Linked DNA regions of Anas platyrhynchos: region 2 is linked to region 1. A link is a contact called in public Hi-C data. All regions are on one chromosome and are shown on one strand. Each heading gives the region's core, a stretch centred on a gene start, on an enhancer-like site or on the middle of the called end of the contact. The rest is flanking DNA. Distances are from core to core; before and after follow the strand shown.

What was found. Hi-C and Micro-C count contacts between places; a contact is called where the count stands out from the background.
Region 2: a contact with region 1 is called in a Hi-C map of liver, with 2.2 times the contacts expected there. The contact joins two enhancer-like sites. A contact is called at or near these places in 2 of 8 Hi-C or Micro-C datasets (liver and skeletal muscle).

What each region holds. Positions count from the first base shown.
Region 1 is chrZ:48,119,324-48,123,666 of IASCAAS_PekinDuck_T2T, forward strand. All of the region lies in intron 2 of SEMA4D (semaphorin 4D), which reads right to left. Among named protein-coding and RNA genes, the nearest start is that of SEMA4D, 56 kb to the right of the region's middle. Within about 2 kb of position 2,183, at least 2 of the 8 cell types and tissues checked have an H3K27ac peak or open chromatin away from gene starts, as enhancers often do.
Region 2 is chrZ:48,182,523-48,186,865 of IASCAAS_PekinDuck_T2T, forward strand. No RefSeq gene overlaps it. Among named protein-coding and RNA genes, the nearest start is that of SEMA4D, 7.1 kb to the left of the region's middle. Within about 2 kb of position 1,804, at least 4 of the 8 cell types and tissues checked have an H3K27ac peak or open chromatin away from gene starts, as enhancers often do.

The DNA of each region.
Region 1 (4,343 bases), core at 933-3,432:
TTCAGCACCAGTCCCAACAATAAGCAATCACACACTGTCTCCAGAGAAGAATTTTCCAGTCCTATAAAATTTCTGGACTTTGCTGGTTTAGCAGACCATCGTGATGCACAAACCTGAACAAACCTTCCCATAGCCGTGATTACACTCCTAGCTTAGCTCGCCTGTCTCAGAAAATGAAAAATGACAACAAAATCTTGCTACTACTACTTGTTATTACCTTCTGAAGGTGACAAAATGACCGGCAAGTGCTTACGTTGCTGTGTGGCCAGGGAACTCCTCTGGCTACACAAAGCAGAAGTCTGTCCTTTCACAGATGGGCTTGCTGTGTAGGTTTGCAGGACAGAGCCTTTTTCACGTTAATATTTTTTTCACATTAATATATTTGACTTACAGAAAATTATTTGCTGAATTAAGGTAAAGTTTTGCGTATTAGGAAAGGGGGGTGGGACACCACAGTGCATGCTGCATGCCCAACAGTGCAAGATGTTCTCACTCCCTTTAGTTTAAATAGCGATGAAAATGCACTCAGGAGCTTGTCCTTAAATTTAGCCTTCAATTTAATTACTCTCCCTCCCCCCTTCCCTGTGCTGAAAATTATCTGGAATAACTCCTTCACTCACATCCACTGGGAAGTCATCCATAATCTAATATGAACCTGTTTTGATATAACACAACGGGTAGAAGGAGCACAAAACCCAGACAATGGCCTAATTTCCAAATTAGCTCAGCTCCATCAGTGTTCACTGGCTTTGATTAGAGTTGAGTGCTTTGCATTTTTGAGAAGTTAGGTCTCCTAATGCTTTAGGTTTGACTCCTAAAAATGAGCTGTAATTTGCTTGAAAACAAGAACATTTAAGAAGTAATTCAGGAAGAAGCCTGCAATGCTTAGTTACACAATTAAACTCTAATTAAAGTGGCCACAGGTCTACTCTTTGGTTTTCTGTAAAATTGCTGAACATTTTCTAAGGTAAATTTAAACAAGTAATTTTCATTTAGGCATTCTTCTGCTTGTGTTTTTAAATCAATGTATTATGATGAACTGGAGCAAACTACTGTGTACAGCACTTGCATGAGTTTTCCATAATGCTCGTATTTATGGTGTCTGAAAACAGGGCAACTACAGAAGAAGAAACAATTAACAGAGCTCCTGTCAGTTTGGCAGGGCACAGCTGGAAATTGCGAGCTGTGAACGCTCCTGTTGACAAGCATAATTTTAGTGCACAGGCAGAGAAAAGAGACGAGATTCTGCTCTCTCAGAGGACAGAAAATTGAAACTGTTAAATACAGGAACGTTTCAGGATGCCTAATTGCTTATAGTGAACAACCCATGTAAAAAACTAACACAAATTACGAAAGCGGGGAGCTGCAATGGCTTATCTTACCATAGTAACTTATCACAGAGCAGTTTGGGTTGGAAGGGACCTTAAAGATCTACCTCCAACCCTCTGGCCAGGGGTCAGGGACACCTCCCCCCAGACCAAGCTGCTCAAGGCCCCATCCAGCCTGGCCTTGAACACCTCCAGGGATGGGGCATCCACAGCTTCTCTGGGCAGCCTGCGCCAGTGCCTCACCACCCTCTGAGTGAAAAATTTCTTCCTTATATCTAATCTTGACTGTTACTGAGATGGAAAAACATCTGGCTCTCACATCGCCCACGTCAGTGGCATCCGATGAGTACTTGACAGACTTGCTGGAAAGAAACAGTGCTCTGGTCCACCTTCTTCTGGAAAATCACTCTCACCACAAAACACAAGCTCTGCAATGGGAGAAGTTGAGAAACCAGCAACAGGAAGAAGGCTCCTATCTTTCTCATCCTCTAGGGCACAGGCACAAAAGAAAGCACAAAGGGGTATTTGTGAAAGTAAAGTTTCACCTTTCACAGATGTCAATTCAGCGACTCTTATCACTACCAGATTAATTTTATGAATGAAGTAATAAAACGCAACACTGAACACCCAGAGGTCAGCGTCTTCTCCCCCTGACAACACTGTAAAGCTGCAACCTGTACGTGGGATACTTGCCCAATCCATCTAAATTCTGGAATTTCCAAGTTAGGAAATGCCCAGTTTTGCAACCTTGATTTTGAAATATTTTTTTTTCCCCTTTTCTTCTCTTAATAAGTACTTACTTACATTGCGCAACTCCTGAATTCTGCTCGGTGTTGCACAAAGTGCTGGATGGATCTTTCCTTATCTTCTTGACAAAGCCTCGGACTTCATGGCAATGAGCTGAGGCACCCGCAGCACGCAACATCACAGCTGGGGCCTCGGCACTCCCCAGAGAGGATCGTTAGCAGCACAGCACCCACCCTACCTCTCCCCCCAGTAAAGGCAAGGCGGACGCCCACCTCCTGATGTCCTCTCACAGCTCCCCAGGCACACCGAGTTCCCACAGCACTTCCCCATCTCTTCACGTAGCCCTGTGCTATGTGCCCTGGGCAATCTTTTCTGGCAATGCTCCGGCACTGCTCCACGGCAGGTCCCACACAGAGGGGCTGCAGCACTTTGGGCACCCTTAGACCAGCGGTGGAGATGCAGCACTGCCCCAGGCGAGCAGCCCCAGGCAGCAGGGACCGGGCTGGGACAGGGCTGTAGCAGAGACACTGCTTGCCCAGGGAGAGGGCCTTGCCAGAGGGCCTTTCTTGTCCAGAAAACACAGCTCCTGGGCCTCCACAGTGGCAGAGGCACTCACCTTTCACACCTAAGAACCCACTGCACCGCCTGCCAGGGGAAAACTAAGGGTGAAAACAGGAACGCTGTCAGCTGCATGCAATTACATTACCATAGGTGATGCAAGCCTCCATGAGGCTGCAAGACAAATGAGCACCTTCCTCTGGGCTGCAAGACAGAGCTTCAAACACTCACAGTTCCCTGCCTCTCCATCTAATTACTTCCACATCTTCCGCTGCCCTGGCAGAGCAAAGGAGGCCTCACCTCACAGTAAGCAGCAGCTGGCCACCAGGCATCCCCTGCCCCAGCAGGAGCAAAGAACACACAGGCTTCCTGGGCAACTTACCCATCTATTTTTAAGACAGATAAATACAACAATTTAATTATGTGTTTGCAAAGTAGTAGGGTTACTGTGATGAGGGATAGGAAGCTATACGGGGCGACAGGCAAACTTTGAGCTGCTTCCTTTGGCAAAAAAAGGGGGAGGTAACGTGATTCATCTGTCAGATGGCATAAAATGTTTTCCCAAAATAATTTCCTTCAAAGGCTTTAGGAAACTTTAACAGAATACAGACCTGCTTCAATGTTTACTGAAGCCTATTCGATAACAAAGATTTTAAGGCTCCATATGAAAAAGCAAACCACAGAACTCCCACTGCGAGACTTTGCTTAAACCTGATTTTTTCAATTTGCTTAGTCTTTGATTCCAAAAATAGACGGAAAACTTAGCAATACTTGTGTCATTACCTGTCAAAATTACAAAGACAGAAACATACAATTCACCTTTGACAACTGAGTTTTATTTACGTAGTTTATTTTGGACTGGTATAAGGACAGACGGGAAATGCCCCTTGCTTTAGATCTCACCCTGTCACAACCTGAAGCACGGTGCCGTTTTTAGACTGCCTGATGGAAAACATCATTTCTATCATCTTTTCTTTATTATGCAACACACACAAACTCACGGTTTGCTAAACTAAGTTAAGACCTCAACCTAACAGACCAGTGTCCCTTTATGACTAATACAAATGTAGAGCAGAGGATTATTTACATTTCAAACTGTATCAAAAATACTTAATAGTTAACTAGGTACTCACAAATTAGGTGAAGCTTTTCAAGATAATTTGATGCATCCTTTACCTGCACCACAAAGCTTGCTGAAGGATGCGTGCTAGGGCTAAAAGGAGGACAAAGTTTCTGAGGAAAATGAAGTTCCCAGTTGCAAGTCGTGTCTAAAATTTTTTAGGCTGAAACCTTCCGTGAGGACAGCTGCAGGGCTATGATCTTGGGATCACCAAGATGTGGTGGGCTGCATCCCATGACTGGAGTGCTGCAATGATGGGATACAGGCTCTTTAGGAAGGTCGGGTTGGGATGACAAGGAGTCCTTTATGTGAGAGCACACCTGGAAAGCATGAAGCCCTATGAAGGGAATGGATGAGGAGCTGACAGAGACCTTACAGGTGAGATTAAAGAGAGCACAGGTAAAGGTGACATGATGCTGCAGGCCACCTGGCCAGAAGAAAAAGCAGATGAGGCACTCAGACAGATGGGAGGAGCCTCATATTCTCAGGCTTTGGTCCTCATGGACCTTCAATACCTGCTGAAGAGACAACACAGCAAGACCTAAGCAATTCGAGAAGTTTATGGAGTGCAGCAATGATACCTTCCTCCT
Region 2 (4,343 bases), core at 554-3,053, 63 kb after region 1:
AAGCTCTTGGTTACTGCATTTAAGGTACACTGGGCATTCTGGTACACAGTGCAAAAAATGTCTTTTAGTTATCTAAAACATCCCCCCTTAGAAGAAGAAGAAGAGGAAACAAGTTTTGTAGAGCAAGCTGGGAATTTTTTTTATGTAACCCTGGAAAATTTCCATTGGTTCACATCAAAACCATTCAAAAGGAGAAAGTTCCAGCTACTATGATTAAATATTTATTTTGTGCTTAGGCTTATCAAGAAAGAGATCCTTAGCCAAAAGTTTTTTATACTGAAAGACTTCAGGTTTTACTTTCCCTGGTTAACTGTAAAAAAAAAAAAAGAAATAAAAAAAAAAAAGAAAGAAGAAATAAAAATCGTGAAATGTAAATAAAACAAATTGATTAACCATTTCCCTGGGAATGATGTCTCTATCCCTTTCCTGGCTTTGAGTTGGTAGCACTTTATTGTCTTGGAAACCTGTCTGGGCCCGGAGAGGAGTCCCCATCTCTGATGGGTGTTCCAGCAGAGGAGAGGTGTGTGACCAGGCATGGGAGAGCCGAACTGCACCTCATGGCATGTGCAGGAGTGGAGGAGCTGCCCCTAGCCTCTCTGCTGCCTTTGGATTCAGTCTGCTGCTGTCAGCTGTGGCTGCGTCCAACACAGCTCTAACCCAGAAGGAGGAGTGTCATAATATTTACTCTTTCTTTTTCTATTTGGTTAATGCTTTAAATTTCTAATTATTCTAAGATAACAGAGATAAGAAAAAGGCTGAGGAAAATGTCAACATTAAGGACATTATAAGCTGATAATCGCTGCTGTTTTTCTTGGCTTTAGGAATAAAAAAAAGGTAGAGAAAAAAAAGTCTGGTAGAAAGAAAGCATCTCTATTAAGAAAAAGGAAAGAAAGAAAGAAAGAAAGAAAGAAAGAAAGAAAGAAAGAAAGAAAGAAAGAAAGAAAGAAAGAAAGAAAGAAAGAAAGAAAGAAAGAAAGAAAGAAAGAAAGAAAGAAAGAAAGAAAGAAAGAAAGAAAGAAAGAAAGAAAGAAAGAAAGAAAGAAAGAAAGAAAGAAAGAAAGAAAGAAAGAAAGAAAGAAAGAAAGAAAGAAAGAAAGAAAGAAAGAAAGAAAGAAAGAAAGAAAGAAAGAAAGAAAGAAAGAAAGAAAGAAAGAAAGAAAGAAAAAGAAAGAAAGAAAGAAGAGGTAGAGGAAAAAAGATTGGATACAAATGTCAGAAAAATAAAATGACTCAGCTGGGCCTGTTATTTATATGTTTCTCGCATATGAAATACATTTTTGCACTGATACAAGGAGAAAGATAAGGAATGTTCTACAATTTGGAGCGATAAAGAAAATTCGCTCCCAGACTTCTAGGGTTTTGAAGCTGCTTTCAAGGCCTGTTGTTTCTGGCTCTTATATGTAACTTCAGTGTTAGGGCAGGCCTGGATTTTCCACCTTCTGCCATTTGTTGCACGATATGCCTAGAGGCAGACATTTTAAAGCGAGGCTTTTTTAGCATTGCTGGAGTACATTGCTATTGTGTATTCACGCCATCTCTACTGTGTACATTCCTTTACTGGAAAAAAAAAAAAATGTACGTGATTCTACAGCAAAGGATAAGAAAATTGTATTTATTATATTGCTCTGCTTGCCCATTTTTCCTGTAACCTTGCACCTGAACAAATAGCTTAATCGGAGACAGTCTGAATGTATTCCAGGGATCACTATCATATCTGTCCCTTCCAGGCACCGTCACACTGCACACGGATCCCCTGGGCTGCCCGGCTGGCGCTCCCTGCCCTAGTGCAGAGCCCATCCTTGTTTCTTTCACTGCGGTCAGACATCCAAGGTTAGTCACTTGGACATCCTTGCGTGCATAACAGACAAGGAATTCTGGTAATACGAAGTGATTAGATAGCATGAAATGATGAAGCAGCAAACAGCATCCAGAGAGCAGCTCACGATTCTCCGCGAAGCAAAGAACAAGGCAAACACAAACATGGTAAAGTCCCTGCAGTTTTTTCGGGAATAAGTTTCATAACCACCAGGTCAGAGACCTGCCTAAGTGCAGATCCTAACAACAGGCTTGGATTGCACATTTCTGCAGTAACTGACCAGTGACAAGCTCAGGAAAAGGGTCCTGTGGACAAGGATGAGAAGCCACGTTACCTCCAACTTCAGTGCAACAGACCAGTGACAAAATATTCACTTGTACCATATCTTTGTTAAAGTTTCATGTCATCTGATTATTTCCTGTGGGGAAAATGGGATAACCAACAGCTGTCCCAAGGGGTTTTAACCCATTTGGTACCATGGCTAGTTTGATGTGCCTGTGCGGTGCAGAGACCCTTCTGCCTGTGGGAAGGGGCCTGGGGAGCACTGCCAGCTCGGCTCCTGCACTACCACAGTCTGAGTAAAACCCTGACCTGGCACCAAGGAGCAATGTCCCAGGGCAGATTGCTTCACCCCTGGCAAAAATACAGATGTAGAGGACGACTTGTTCCTCCTGGGTGACTGCTCCCTTCTCAGCAGGGTTTGCAGGAATCTTTGCAAGGGCAGCCTTCTTCGCCGAGGTTCGATGCAGACGGAAACAGTGCAGGACAATGCTGTTATTGGAAAGCAGCCTTTCAGTTTTCCCCTAGTTTTCCCAAGCACTCCCCTGTTCTTCTCTGGGTTTTAGGGAAGACTCTTGGCCAGTTTCTGGCTGCTGTATGACCAACAGGGGCAGTAGGGACTTCAGTGGGAATTGGCCTTCTGATGACTAGCTGGAAATCTACCCAAAGGTAAAAGGCAGCTACGGACACTAAAAAAAAAAAAAGTAGATGCATTACAATTCTGAGAAATCAAAATGGTTTTTTTGTCCACATACTTAACGCTCCTTCTGGTGTTTCAGACCAAGCAAATTAAATTAAGAAACCACATGAGATATTTCAGTGTGATATGCAGTCAGCCCCAGTGACTGACTTAGGGCAAGCAGCTTGTGAAGGCTTAAAGGCAGTTTTGGAGCACCAGTTAATAACCAATTTGAACCCATTTGAGCTAGGGCATATTTATTTATTTATTTATTCATTCATTCATTTATTTTTAAATAGAGGAAGTTCATTGCTGTCACCAGCGTATGGGGAAGTAGGTTGACAGGAGAGCCAAAACAGCCTGTCTACACCTCCTGTCCTTGACAGCCCTTGTGCAACTTAGGGGCCTCTGTGCTTCCACCTTCCTCCTATCCTCGGACATTCGTTTGACCTTTATGGGGCCAGATTTCTGAAATGACCCAAAGCAATACGGATTCCTAGTCAATAGGCATGCTTGTTGTGCTTGTTTCATAATCTGAATGGAGGTAGGACGTGCTCTTGGGCTCACAAAACACCAAAATGTATCCGCCAACCAGAACTAATTCACAATATGAATTAATTAATGAGAAGTAGAAGCCAGATTAGGATAAAAACGACATGATTTTTCACCCTTTATTGTATATTGCTCCTCCCTGTTCTCAGAACAGCTCAAAAGGAGTTGCAGGAACTGTGATTTGCATTGCTTGGTCTTGTTTATACATGTTGTTAAACCACTCTTCATGCGGGTTTAGTTACACCCTGTACTGACACCCATAATAAATGAAGGATTTTATGAGGCAGCGTAGGAAATGCAGAGCCCTAAGTACTAGGGCTTTTGCCATAGATAACAGAACAGCTCAGATCGCAGCGAGCTGCAACACTCCCCTCTTTCTCTTCATAGATTAAAGATGATTGATCGCTCAGGCTCACCCTTTGTATCACAGAGGTCAGAGCATTTCAGCCAGGGATTCCTGCAGCCCGTGCAGATGATAAGCGCTGTGCGTTTTTCCTGGAGCACAGTACAGGTAATCTTGTTTGAAGGCAGAATAAAAATGGCAGGATGCAGCAGCTCTCTCCTCCGGGTCCAAATTGAAATACCATGTTTTATGGTGTGGGAAGCTCGTCCGGCTGGTATTCAAAGTGCATGTAATTGCTTCTCACACTGCTGCTTTGAAGGAGAGGATGTCAAGTTTTCATGATTATCTGTCCAGCACAATTCACAGACATAAAAGGAGCATATAAATGTATGCACGCGGATATACATACCCACCACACAAGATTACTATTCATCTTGCTCTCTTACTTTCAAATGCCAGATAGCACAAGAAATGCTGTCCTGGTGTATACATAGCCTTGTAAACAAAAAAAAAAAGGATTGCATACAGTAAAATAACTCAGCACAAAGCTCAAGGGAACGATGGTTTGATTGTTGGTTTCCCCCCCACACCCTGCCATGGAGCCTGCAAGTCTGAAAACCAAACACATGTGGGAATCAAACAGATTTCCTACATGCATGGTAATTCTGCAAGAG